Linked DNA regions of Ovis aries: region 2 is linked to region 1. A link is a contact called in public Hi-C data. All regions are on one chromosome and are shown on one strand. Each heading gives the region's core, a stretch centred on a gene start, on an enhancer-like site or on the middle of the called end of the contact. The rest is flanking DNA. Distances are from core to core; before and after follow the strand shown.

Region 1 (6,384 bases), core at 3,226-5,725:
ACTGAGGCACCATTTCACCCAGCTAGAAAAATTTCTCCAAGCCTCTCTTACCACACAGTATGGTCCACCTAACTAACTTTTGGCTATTGGAAGGTGAATGGAAGTGATATATCTCAACTCCGTAGCATATCTTTTGAAACAGTGGCTCTCAGTGGGGAGCTATTTCATCCTCCAGACATTTTGCAAAATGTCTGGAGGATGAATTTACAAAATTTTGCAAAAATGGAGATACTTTAGATTCTCATAACTTGGGGGACGATACAGGCATCCCCCAAGTGGGTGAGTCAAGGCCAGGGATTCTGCTAAACATCCTACAATGTACAGGACAGCTCTTAACAGTAAAGAATCACAACCTCCTAAATATCATTAGGGCTAAAATGGGTAAACCCTGCCTTCAGGGCTTCCCTGGTGGCTCAGATGGTAAAGAATCTGCCTGCAATGTGGGAGGGAAGATCCCCCGGAGCAGGAATAGGCAACCCACACCAGTAGTCTTGCCTGGAGAATTCCATGGACAGAGGAGCCTGGCGGGCCTTAACATAAGCTTCATGCCCTCCACTTTATTATTTTTTTTCTTGCAACTGAAACATGGGTGTGATAGGGCAGTGAACTAGCTTTTACCTTGCAATGTAAAGACAGTAGGCGGTTAGGGGGACAGGACAAGATAGGAAGATCTTGGGTCCCTAAGTGACCTCACAGCCCTATAACTGCCCACTGATCTCGCCCACCCACCCGGCTGTGGACATGAGGGTGATGAGGAGCTTCAAAGCGCAGTCCCATCGTTTGGAGCCCCTGTGTGGTGGAGTCCCTTTGTTTAGCAGTTCCGTCTGCTCCCTACTTAATGCTCCTGACATCCAGCAGGGCCAGGGTCCCCGGTTTGCTTATGTCTCTACCGTTTTCTACAGACTCCTCTGAGAGCTCCACATGCCGCCTCCTTGAGGTACCCTAGGCTCTTCTCTTAAGGCTATAAATGACTGTACCAGCTTCAAGTCTCATATCACCAGACTATACCATCTGAGGGGAAGAGAATTTTACATCAGAATTTCCAGGAAAAGTCCCAAGTTTACTCTGATTGCACATGTGAACCCCTGTGGTGAACATATCTCAGTGTGATGGGCTAGGCTGGCTTGGTCCTGAGTCATCTGTCCATCCCCAAACCAGTCAAGAGGCCCAGGTATTCTGCCTTCAGTGCTGGGGATAGGTGCAGCTCTAGTCTAAGCCCAGCGTTAAGCATAGAAGAATATGGTGGTTCCTCAAACAGGAGTTAGAAGGCTCTTACCAAGAATGGCGAGAATAGAGATTGGAGGCAACCGACCAGTGTTGATTGAGCTTTTCCTGGGATCTTGAGGATTCCATCTGTGTCTAAACTCGAAAGTGCGCATATGCTTATTTTCAGAGAGTTGCCCCTTCCCACTTGAGATCAAATTCCTAGGAATGAGCCATGAAGCACTTGTATAAAGTGGTCCAAGACACGAAGCTTATTTTTTTTCCCCCAGAGGAAGGCAGAAAAGTATATGTTGGTGTGTCTTACAATAGACAGATAAATCTAATTATCATTGTATTAAAAAAAATAAAGTAGTGCAGTAGTATCAGAGACAGCAGAGTTAAAACATGGCAGATTTAGGATTTAGAGTTTCCCTGCCAGCTGCAGCTTTTTCTTGTAAGCTGATGGAGTATTTTATCAGTAAGCCAATCATTAAGCAGTATACAAATAATTAGATAGTAATAGGGTTCACAGAACAGACAATTTCCATTTCCATCACTGGCAGTTACAACACATTTACTTGAGGGAGGTCTTTATAAATAATTTACAAGTACTAAGAGAAGACTACACTGAAGAATTTAGAGGCCTTTATAGTTTAAAATGCTCCCTGCAATGGTATAGTAAGGAAGCAGCATTAAAAATATATTCTGGGGAAATTTTCCTTCTGAGCCCACGATTTGAAAATGAATTTACATTAGTTAAGTGCAGTGTTTTTTAGAAGAAAATAACGTCACACAAGTGACTGCCACAAAGGAAAGCAGCCTCATTTTAGTGAGACATCATAAAATAGCAAAGGCTGATTTAGTTCACTGATAGTGGCAGAGTGCTCTGAGGAGACAAACACATAAGTGCAAAATGCTATTGTTGTGAATTAAATGGAAAGCATTTCTGGTTGTGAAAGAGGAAGCCACTGAATTCCAACAATCATTTCTGTTGTTGCCAAAATGGACTGTGTGTGACTGCCAGCTTCTTGACTAAAGGTGCGGGAATGCATGTGTGAAACCTATGGAACAGGACTATAGGAAAGAAAGATTTCCCGGACACCGCATGTTTACGGGCATAAAAGAACAGTGTGAGGGTCTGAGGTCCACCCTTGGTAGAGCAAGGGGTTCACTGTGCTTGCAAAACTCAGATCTTTCCTGCTCAGTACTGAAGGTAAAACTCTTTGTCTATAATTCAATCCTCTTCTTCCTGAACTTTGGAAAATCTTTCGGGAAGGGCAAACACGTGAGAATAGGAACAGTGGTAATTATGTCTGATTCTTTCTGGATGACTACATAGAGCATCATGGGATGGCCAAGTATAAACTTTATGAGCTGATCTGAAAAACAAAAACAGGCAAAGGATTCAGCAAAGCAAACAAAATTGCAAACAGCAAATTCGACTTGCCTTTTTTTTTTTGACATTTGGGCTTAGCCTCTTATTTATGCCAGATGAAAGAACACTAGTAAGATAGTTTTTTTCCCTTCCTTCCTTTCTTTTTACAATTATTAGACATTTCTACTGGATGAAATAACATCGATAACACTGTTACTGGATAACATTGCTAAGATTTTTAAGCACGTGTATTACGATATGACAATAAGTGGATGCTACTCCTTATTCACATAGAGAAGGTTTCCAGGCAGCTCAGCCTGAGTTCAAAATAAAAACAACGTGCGAACAGGTGCTCTTACACACGCTAGGGCAGCAGGGCCGTGCTCCTGGCAGGGCCGTGCTCCTGGCAGGGCCACCTGAGGCTCACTCAGTTCTCAGATGGTTCAGTTGGAATGGATTTCATCCTCATTACCTCCCCGTTCCTTGCATGCACTTGCTTTAAAATATCTATGTGTCTTCTAGACATTCTGGATTGAGACTGTCTGGCATAATGGAGGGAAAGACTTGGAAATGTTCCCATGAAGGGTGGAGGAGTTTCTCTCCATGGCCTCCCTTTGAACCACTTCCAGAACCTGTCAAGGGCCTGGGTCTATCTCCGAGGGAGTGGAGGCATGGTCCCTGTTTTCTTCACTGGAAGTTGCCTCACCGCTTCTTTCTCTGCTTGAAAAAGGAAATGCATTCATGATCTCTACAAGGTTTCTTTCTCCTCCTGCTCCCTCCTGCTTTTAAGTGACATTGTTAGCCTGTGGGCCTGGATGAACAAGGTGGCTTTTTTCCATCTCTTCTAGAGAAAGAGATACTGTATTTAAACACTCATAATATCATTGGTAACTCGTGCTTTCCAGCTCTGTTTTAAGATTTTACTGTATGAATAATGCATGCCTTATTTTTAAAAGACACAAAACTTTGAGCACCCTGGTTGGCTCTCGTTATTAAGTTTCTTTATATGAATGTTGATTTCCTTTATCCTTCCAGAGAGATATTTCATTTTGGTTCATTGATGGCCAAATATGGTTCTATTTTCTAAAGCTGTGACACTGTTTGAAATAAGCGGGTGCTTTGCACATCAAGAAGATAAGTAGCTTTGCAAGAGAGATAAACTTCTATGTTGGTAATCTGGTTTTCTTACAATATTGTAGGAAGAAAATAAAAATAAACTATGACTTCAATATTATATTGCATATAAGAAAATGACATGGAGTAATATAATTCTGTGGTGATTTTTACTGCTTTTTATGAGGCAAATTTGTGATTAAAGTCAATCACTGCATCTCAGTATTTCAGATCTCAGTAAAAACTCATTATAATGTTATTGTACACACTGAGTTCTTTGGAATTGACATCATCTAGGATACTTCATCCCTAATCTTGGAGAAATTAGAGTTGAGGCGTTCGAGTTAGTCAGATTCTTTATACAGAAAATTTGGTTTCTGTGGGTTGGTTTAATTCTTTTCAAGATTCCAGAGCCATACACTAAATGGCCACAGAGATGGCCCAGAGGTATAAATGTTAGGGTGACCCCTATTTTCCCCACATTTTCCACTTTCTTGAATCACAGATATTCTGCGGGCTGACATCTTTCACTTTGTTGACTTTTGGTTTAACGTAACTCAAGTGGTTATTTTGTTTTTCTTGACATTATTCCTTAGCTCTGTGGTATAGAATTCACTCTCTTATTCACATGTCTATTCATTTATTCAGCCAGCTGCTCAGTTTCTCACTTACTGAGCTCCATAGTACACCAGGCACTCATCTTTCAGCCAGTGTCCCGTTCAGTCCTGTCCTCTCACGCCTGACATGGAGCTTGGCACCTGGTAAGAGTCCAGTAATATTTGCCAAATGATTGCATCAGCCAGTGAGGTTGAACACCGTTGAGTAACTCCCAGGGAAGAGAGTGAGGACATACAGCAAACTATAGAACCCAGTTAGTCCTTCAAAGAGCTCACAGTTAGTTAGAAAGGGAAGGCAGAAATTCCTGAAGAGTTTAGATCAACTCATAACTTCTGTAGTAGGAGAGAGAGTGTAAGACGGTATACGTTTTCTTGCTGAATGATTTGTATGGCGATGACTGTGAGAGGAGTTCGGAGCAGACGGACATCCTTCACTTGGTTGAAAACGCTTGGTTTGAATTCAAAGCTCTACACTCAGGGCGTCCAAACAAGTGTTATAAAGAGAGAAGCACCTTTAGTCCTAAAAACCACCAGCTCTTATGTCCTCTTTTCCTTCCGCCTCCGCATATAAATGTACAATTTCACAAAACACCAATACAGTGGTGTCTGGATGGTGTTTATGCTCGTGTAGAGAAGCAAAAAGGTCACTAGATGGATTCTTTCTTTGAACTTATTTTTTTCCTTGGCCTTTTCTAGTCTTTCTGGGCATAATGGAATTTCATGGTTACCCTAAAGTGATTTTCATAAACAGGCAATCCGTCCATCTTAAGACGGTTTAAATGAAATGGAATTTTGCATGATGTGCAGAATTCTACAGATAACAGGACGCATATATACCTGCTTGTCACGTTTGCAGGGGTGAGGTTAAAACTGCAAACCCAAGTGTGTGTACCACATGTCTAAACTGTTAATTTGTAAAGTGAAGCGAAAGTGAAAGTGTTTGTCGCTTAGTTGTGTCTGATTCTTTGTGATGCTATAGATTGTAGCCCGCCAGGCTCCTCTGTCCATGGGATTCTCCAGGCAAGAATACTGGAGTGGGTTGCCATTCCCTTCTCGAAGGGATCTTCCAGAACCAGGGATTGAACCAGGGTCTCCTGCTTTGCAGGTAGATTCGTTACCGTCTGAGTCACCAGGGAAGCCTGAATGTTGTAAACTAAGACACAAACTGTTAAAATATGTAGTTTCTATTCTCATGTATTGACAAATAAACATTGATAATAACCAGGAAACCCAGCTTTAAATCAAGAATTCTGAACCCTGGGGCTCAGCAGTGGAAACAGCTCTTTTCCCCTCACTAGACTCCTATGGACACCCTAAGAAGCTCCATCTACACTTATGAGGACACCGCAGCCGGCATGTCCCAGTGTCATTCAGCAGCCCCCACAGGCTGCGCCTCAGCCATGGGGTCCCACCTGTTTTCAGGCGGCACCCAGAGCCTGGTCCACAACGGAGCGCTGGGTCACCCTGAGATGCGCATGCTCTGTTGGTCTTGAGGACCTCTGTGGGCTGCGCCGGGTCTGCGCGGCTGTGCGTGTTCTCGCTGGCTCCTGTGGGCAGGGAATCTGCTTTGTTGCGCTTAGTGGGCTCCTCTCGCTGTGGAGCTCTAGGCACAGGGGCTTGGCAGTTGTGGCTCATGGGCTTAGCTGCCCCATGGTTTGCGGGATCTTCCCAAACCAGGGGTTGAACCTCTGTCCCCTGCATTGGCAGGTGGATTCTTATCCACTGGACCACCAGGGAAGTCCTTAGGGGCTCTTCATTCCCTGGAAGGGTAGGGAGAGGAGGGCCAGAGTGGGTCCTCTAAACTCTGGGTTCCAGGGTAAGGTTCCTTCTTGCCCACATCTAAGGTCTGTACTGCATATTCTTTCCAATTCTTGAAGAGCTCTTAGGCGCTATACTATTCACTCTTTATATTTTATATAAAAAAGCTCATTTATTCTCTGTGACCATCCTGAGAGACATTTCATTGCCTCCCTTTTACAGCCAAGGAACCTGGCTAAGTGGTGGGACCACGGTCAGACACTTAATATTAGTGATCATAGACACCCGGGGCCTTTAAATGTTCCTCCTAATCTAGCA
Region 2 (5,942 bases), core at 1,799-4,298, 86 kb before region 1:
TATAAAGCTCACCCTTTTAAAGTGTATACAGTTCAGATGGAATCATCACCACTATCTAATTTCAGAACATTTTCATCACCCCAGAAAAAGCCCCACACCCATCAAGCCCCTCCTCACTCCCCTATGATGCCATGCACTGGCAAGTACTAGTTTAATGTCCGTGTCCTCTGGATTTGTCTCTTCTAGGCCTTTCATGTAAATGAAATCTCATAATATTTCTCCTTTGGTGTCTGGCTTCTTCCATTGAGCGTAATGTGTTCAGGGTTCATCCATGTAGCATGTAACAGCACTGCGTTCCTTTCTGGGGCCGGACATTATTCCATCGTATGGAAAAGCGACATTTGTTTATTCCTTCATCAGTCAGTGAACGTTTGCATCGTGTTCTGCTTTTGGTCATTGTGAACAATGCTACTCTGCATATCTGTGTACAGGTTTTCGTCTGATCATGTTTCTAGTTTTCTTGGATGTGTACGTAGGCGTGAAATTGCTGGATTGTATGTTTAGCGTGCTTAGTCACATCAGTCATGTCCGACTCTTGCGACCCCATGGACTGCAGTCCCCCAGACTCTGTTCATGGGATTCTCCAGGCAAGAATGCTGAAGTGGATTGCCATGCCCTCCTCCCAATCCAGGGGATCCTCCCAATCCAGGGACCTAACCCGTGTCTCTTATGTTGTCTTCTGCAGGTGTTTCCCAGAAGCACCACCTGGGAAGCCTGTATGTTTTCCGCAGCAGCAATACCATGTTGTAATTCCTGCTGGCAATGTATGAGCATTCTAATTTCTCCACATCCTTAACTATCATTTGTTATTTTTTTTTTCTTTCCTTTTGTTTTGTTTCAGAAGGTTACAGCTACCTTTGTGGGTGTTAAGTTATAATTGACTTTTCACTGGCTTGTTTCTCTCATGACTAAAGACTATGAAGGCAAAGACTAGGCTAGATCTTACTCATTATTGTACTCCAATGTCTAACACAGTGAGTAGCTGTCCAATTAATATCTGCAAAATGGGTGAGAAGACCCGAAGCTTAGCTATTTGCTGTGTGTCTATAAATCCAGGAAAGATAGGCACTGGAATGGAAAAAGAAGTGCTGGCTGCAGGTGCACACAGTTTTTACGAGGGTGCTGTAGGATTTTGATAACCTCACTAAGTAGCTGACTCTGTGGCGTTAATCGTCTTACCTGAGAAACTCCCCACATGGAGAGCATGCCGCGTGAGTGCTCATTTCAGCAGCTCAGAATGGGGAAGAACATGCTCAGCTCAGCTCAGCTCTGCTGGCATTTTAATCTGTGATTCCAGAGAGTCTTTCTATTCCAAACACATTTTCTGAGGGCAAGTGAACATTGCCTAATGAGAAACCCATTCATTGCAAGCGAAACTGGAGAAGAAAAAGAACAAAAGTTCCTTTCCTGGAAACAGACCACATTGAGTATACATTCCACATAATACAGATGGCAGCTTGGTTGTCATGTTCTGAAACCACTCTATTTACCCAAGTTATAGCTGGGATCTCATCTACTGTTTATCTTTTCCGAGCTCTCTGTTTTAACGTGTCCTCAAATCTTGGATGTGTAAAGGTGAGCTGGAAGCAAAGAGGTGCTTCTTCCCTCATTTCCTGGAGCTGGCGATGTCCTGTAAGGAAAGTGCCTGTTAGAGCAGTGGCCACGGTGCCTTCTTGGAAATGTTCCTGGGGTGAGTGGGTGTGAGGGCCGCAGGTGCCACCTGCAGCACTTGAACTGGGTCTCCACCCTCTGTCAGCATTCTGCCTAGGCAGGTCTTGCTCCATCGGGAGTCATCCTCCATAGCACCTTCTGTCTTTGTTTCTCTGTACTTTTTTCTCTATTCACCTGCTGTGAAACACAGGGCCCAACCCTGGGAGCTTCCTCTTCAAATACTTTTAAATTTTGGGAGTAGTTTTCAGCTTGTCTTCCCATCAGTACACGTGGATTCCCAGAGTTACAAGTCCCCACCCGACTCATTTCAATAAACTTTTCCTGTATTTTATTTTCCCCTTCAAAAGCACAGAATGGACTCATGATCCTTTGAGGGAAGAGAATGGGAAAGGAGAAGAGAGACCTTTGGGAAAGTCTTAGGTAAATAGTACTGACCTTGTTTAAAGAGTGTTAATGTTGTTATATGGCAGTGAAAACACAAAAGAGAAAAAAAGAAACCAAACAGCAACCTCTGTCCAAATATGGCCCACTTGAACTCTGGACGGTATTTCAGCATTGTAGGAAAATTCCAGCTATCCCTCTGGCTGCAAATACTTCACCTTATCTGCCTCTGCTGACAGACTGAAGATGAGCTGGATGTTAGTAGGTGTTGGCTGTTTCCAGAAGTACAGCACCCGTGTTGGGGCAGCGATATCCATGCCCAGGCCCCAGCCCTAACCTGGTACCTCTATTCCTCCCTGATGTATCACTTCCCCCAAGACCTTCAGTCAGTGGGTTCCTTTGCATGGCTTCTTCAAATGCTAATCTCAGGAGTCAGATAGGAGCCTGTCCCCTGGGCCTCAGAGCACCAGGGGAACTCACAGGAAGGGAAATTTTGCCAAAGCCCAAAGCTTCCAGCAACTTTGCTTTTCTTGGCACATTAGTAGGACTGAATCTACTGGGCTCCAGCTCACACTCCCAGAGTCTCCAGCAGAAACATGTCCGCCCCTCCCCCACACCCCCCACCCCTGTCCCCTTGTTTGCGCACATGACTAATCTGAATCGCTTCTGACCAGCCTCGCTTTTGAGCAAGCTGATCTCTTGCAACTTGAACACGGAGAGCAGAGTTTTGTACAAAAAAGGCTATGCACGATTGTTTAACCGTTCATTCCTTTGAAAATTCCTTTTGCTCCTGAGGGCAGAGGAATTCCGGAATGCAGGCAGAAATTCAGGAGGACCAACATGCAAGTTGAAAGCTCCAGCTTGTGACCTGTACCACGTGGCTCAGCAATATGGTTACAGATAGCCCGGAAACTTTGGCCCGGGCAGTTCATGCTGCGCTGTGAAGTGCATCTGGATGGATCCACCCCGAGGTTGTTTATTTACAATGAGTGGAAGGAAAAGTTCTGAAACATCCTGTCACAGGATGTGCGGCCCGGCCTGCCCGAACCCTGCCGCCAGAGAAGACCCGGAACGCTCACCGGGTTAGTGACGACACTGCCCCCCAGTGGTGCGTCTGAGGCCTAGGCGAGTCAGCCGCAGGAGTCTTGCAGTTTCTCCGGAAAGTTTAGCCTGGGAAACTCCCAGCGGGTGTGTGGGAAAGGGGGCGCGGGCGGGGGTGGGGGGGGGGGGGGGGGGGAGAGGCGGAAAGCGAGAGGGTTCTTGCCAGTGGAGCTCATCTCTTAGGCTATAGTGACCGGGCTTCCGAGATCCACTTAGGGCCTCAGCGAAAACGTTTCTCCCCACGGTTCTAGCATGTGATACTAGGGGAAATCCTGATTAAAGATTCGTGCTAGGGCCCTGGGTTCTCCTCCAGCCTCGGAAGCTTCCCCTGGCCCACGTGTGTTTCCCTAAGCAGGCTGAGCGGGAACCAGGTGGTACAAAGGCTCCCCTAGACCAAACTCCCTCACCCTGCGTGTGTGTGTGTGTGTCCAGAATCCGTCTGTGGCACCCTGCGTGTGTGTGTCCAGAATCCGTCTGTGGCACCCTGCGTGTGTGTGTCCAGAATCCGTCTGTGGCACCCTGCGTGTGTGTGTGTGTGTGTGTGTCCAGAATCCCTCTGTGGCACCCTGCGTGTGTGTGCTATCGTCCTCCCTAATACTCTGGCTGCCCTGCGCTTCCTTCCACCTTCCTCCAGATGAACTGTGGCCCAATTCCTCAGGTGCCTGTGGGCAGGAATGTTTATAGAGAGCTGCCTCAGGCCCGGGGGAATGACAGGAATGCTGAGAATTTCAGGCACTACTTTTCAGCCCCGGGGAAAGAAAGTTTGGGCCCAGAGGGAGACGGAGGGGCTTTCGAAAACACCTAAGATCGAAATGACCTTCAGCTAAGGAACCGGCTCTGAAACCAGTCTCCTCCAGGAGCCCTTCTCTGGACCTGGGCACTGTTACCCCTGGGCACGGCGGTGGTGGCGGCTGTATAGCTGACTCTAGATACGCTGTCTATATGTGCTTACTCGCTCACTCGTGTCTGACTCTGCAACGCTGTGGACCTAGCCCGCCAGGTTCTTCTGTCTGTGTGATTCTCCAGGCAAGAATATTGGGGTGGGTTGCCATTTCCTCCTTCAGGGCATCTTCCCGCCCCAGGGATTGAACCCCGGTCTCCTGTGTCTCTGGCGTGGCAGGCGGGTTCTTTACCTGCTGAGCCGTTCTGCCAGCACTATACCATAGACACGTTAGTTGCATCCAACATAATTGGTAAGGGAGCTGAGGCTACATTGTGTTGTAGCCACCAGTCTCCCTGGTTTGAGCTGTAAGTATTGTTCCTGGGTTTGCTCCTCATCCTGGAACTTGCCTTCATTCATGACAGGAAAGAAGGGGGAAATGGCAAGAGCTTGACTCAGAACTCTCACCAGGGCCCCACTGACTTGCTATTCACACTTTTTTATTTGGTAATTTTTTTTTAATGTCTTGCACTTAACTCACATAATTATGAGAATGACCATCGAACTGTGCACTCCATCCCCTTTGTAAAAATCAAGAATCTCACATGGGGAACGTGGTTTGGTTGGTTGCCTAATGTGAGGCTCCTGTTTCAAATTATTTATCATCCTGAGGCATGTCTGGCTCTTGAGAGTTTAAGTTTACCTTCAAACACTGCAGCCACCTCACCCTACCACCCTGCTTCACCTTTGTCCCCATAAACATCTCCTTGGAAACATGAATGTGTTACTTAGGGTAGGAACACTGCCCCTCACATTCAAGGAGTGCAAACATGAGCATGTGTAACCAGTTTTGTGAGAATCTTTCCTTGAGCGAGAGGATAAACATGAAAGGGTCTATATCTTTCCCATAATTGCTACTGTGTTCTGTCAAAACTCTTCTCCTTCTGGGTTGTAAGCGCTTTTAATGGTATCTCTTCAGGATTATAAGTGCCTTTTTTAAAATTTACAATTCAGCAAACATTTATTAAAATTTTTCTAAAAATATATTTAAAAAATTAATTCTAATAGAAGTATAGCTGATATATGATATTATATGCTATTATATTGTGAGTGCTTTTTAATGGTGTTTCAGCCCAATTCCATGATTTGTGTTACTCCCAGTTTATTGAAACAGGGTCACCGAAATCTTAAGACTCAGTCATGTTCGTTTTAAACACTAAATTATTTTTACTTTAAAAATAATTTTCTCTTCAAAGGCCGTCTTCTCTCTGTTGCCCGCGTTGCTAGAGGAACCAGTCATCTTAGATGCTGAGGGCGGGATGGAGGTCTTTGCGCCCTCACACCCCAGTGCCCTTGGCTCTGCTCGCCCCCTCTGATGTAGGAGCAGAAGATGGAAATGGCTCCTCTTAGCAGTCTGCTCCACAGGAGGTCTGGCCTCAGCTCTCTTCGCTGTAGGCTGTGGCACCTTTCTGGCCAACGCTGACTGCCCTTTGCTCGAATCTGTGTGGAAGGAGGCAGAACGCAGTTTCTCCTGGCTCTTCAGTGGGTTCTGCAGATTTTCCCTGGCCAGGCTCCAGGTGGAGCTCTCGCTCAGGTGCAGGTTCCCCTTTAGACCGTGGTCCACATAGCTGCGTGGGAAAGCATGATGGCCAAAGCTCAGTCACCTGTGAAGTCTATCAGAGTCCAGTGGAGTCCTTGTCCTCTTGCTGCTCCAAGGAACCCAACGCAGCCCATCATCTTGCACTGCCTGTCAGCGTCAGCATCTCTTTTGCTCCCCTTTCCACTCTTGCAAGGCTCAGATGTTGTGCCAGAACGATTTGCCAACTGCCAGACCATAGCCCTTCTCCAGTGCTCTATTTAGCAGTCGTGGTGGGAAGTGACATTTCAGCCTCAGTCTTACTGTGTGAGG

Evidence for each region. A called contact is a pair of places that touch in the nucleus more often than the background predicts.
Region 2: a Hi-C map of liver shows a contact between it and region 1, with 2.4 times the contacts expected there. The contact joins two enhancer-like sites. A contact is called at or near these places in 4 of 16 Hi-C or Micro-C datasets (liver, mixed tissues, omental adipose tissue and 1 more).

The regions. Positions count from the first base shown.
Region 1 is chr3:115,536,647-115,543,030 of ARS-UI_Ramb_v3.0, reverse strand. All of the region lies in intron 8 of SYT1 (synaptotagmin 1), which reads right to left. Among named protein-coding and RNA genes, the nearest start is that of PAWR, 220 kb to the left of the region's middle. Within about 2 kb of position 4,475, at least 3 of the 54 cell types and tissues checked have an H3K27ac peak or open chromatin away from gene starts, as enhancers often do. A contact at or near this core is called in liver, where this site is marked.
Region 2 is chr3:115,621,902-115,627,843 of ARS-UI_Ramb_v3.0, reverse strand. No RefSeq gene overlaps it. Among named protein-coding and RNA genes, the nearest start is that of PAWR, 130 kb to the left of the region's middle. Within about 2 kb of position 3,048, at least 26 of the 54 cell types and tissues checked have an H3K27ac peak or open chromatin away from gene starts, as enhancers often do. A contact at or near this core is called in liver, where this site is marked.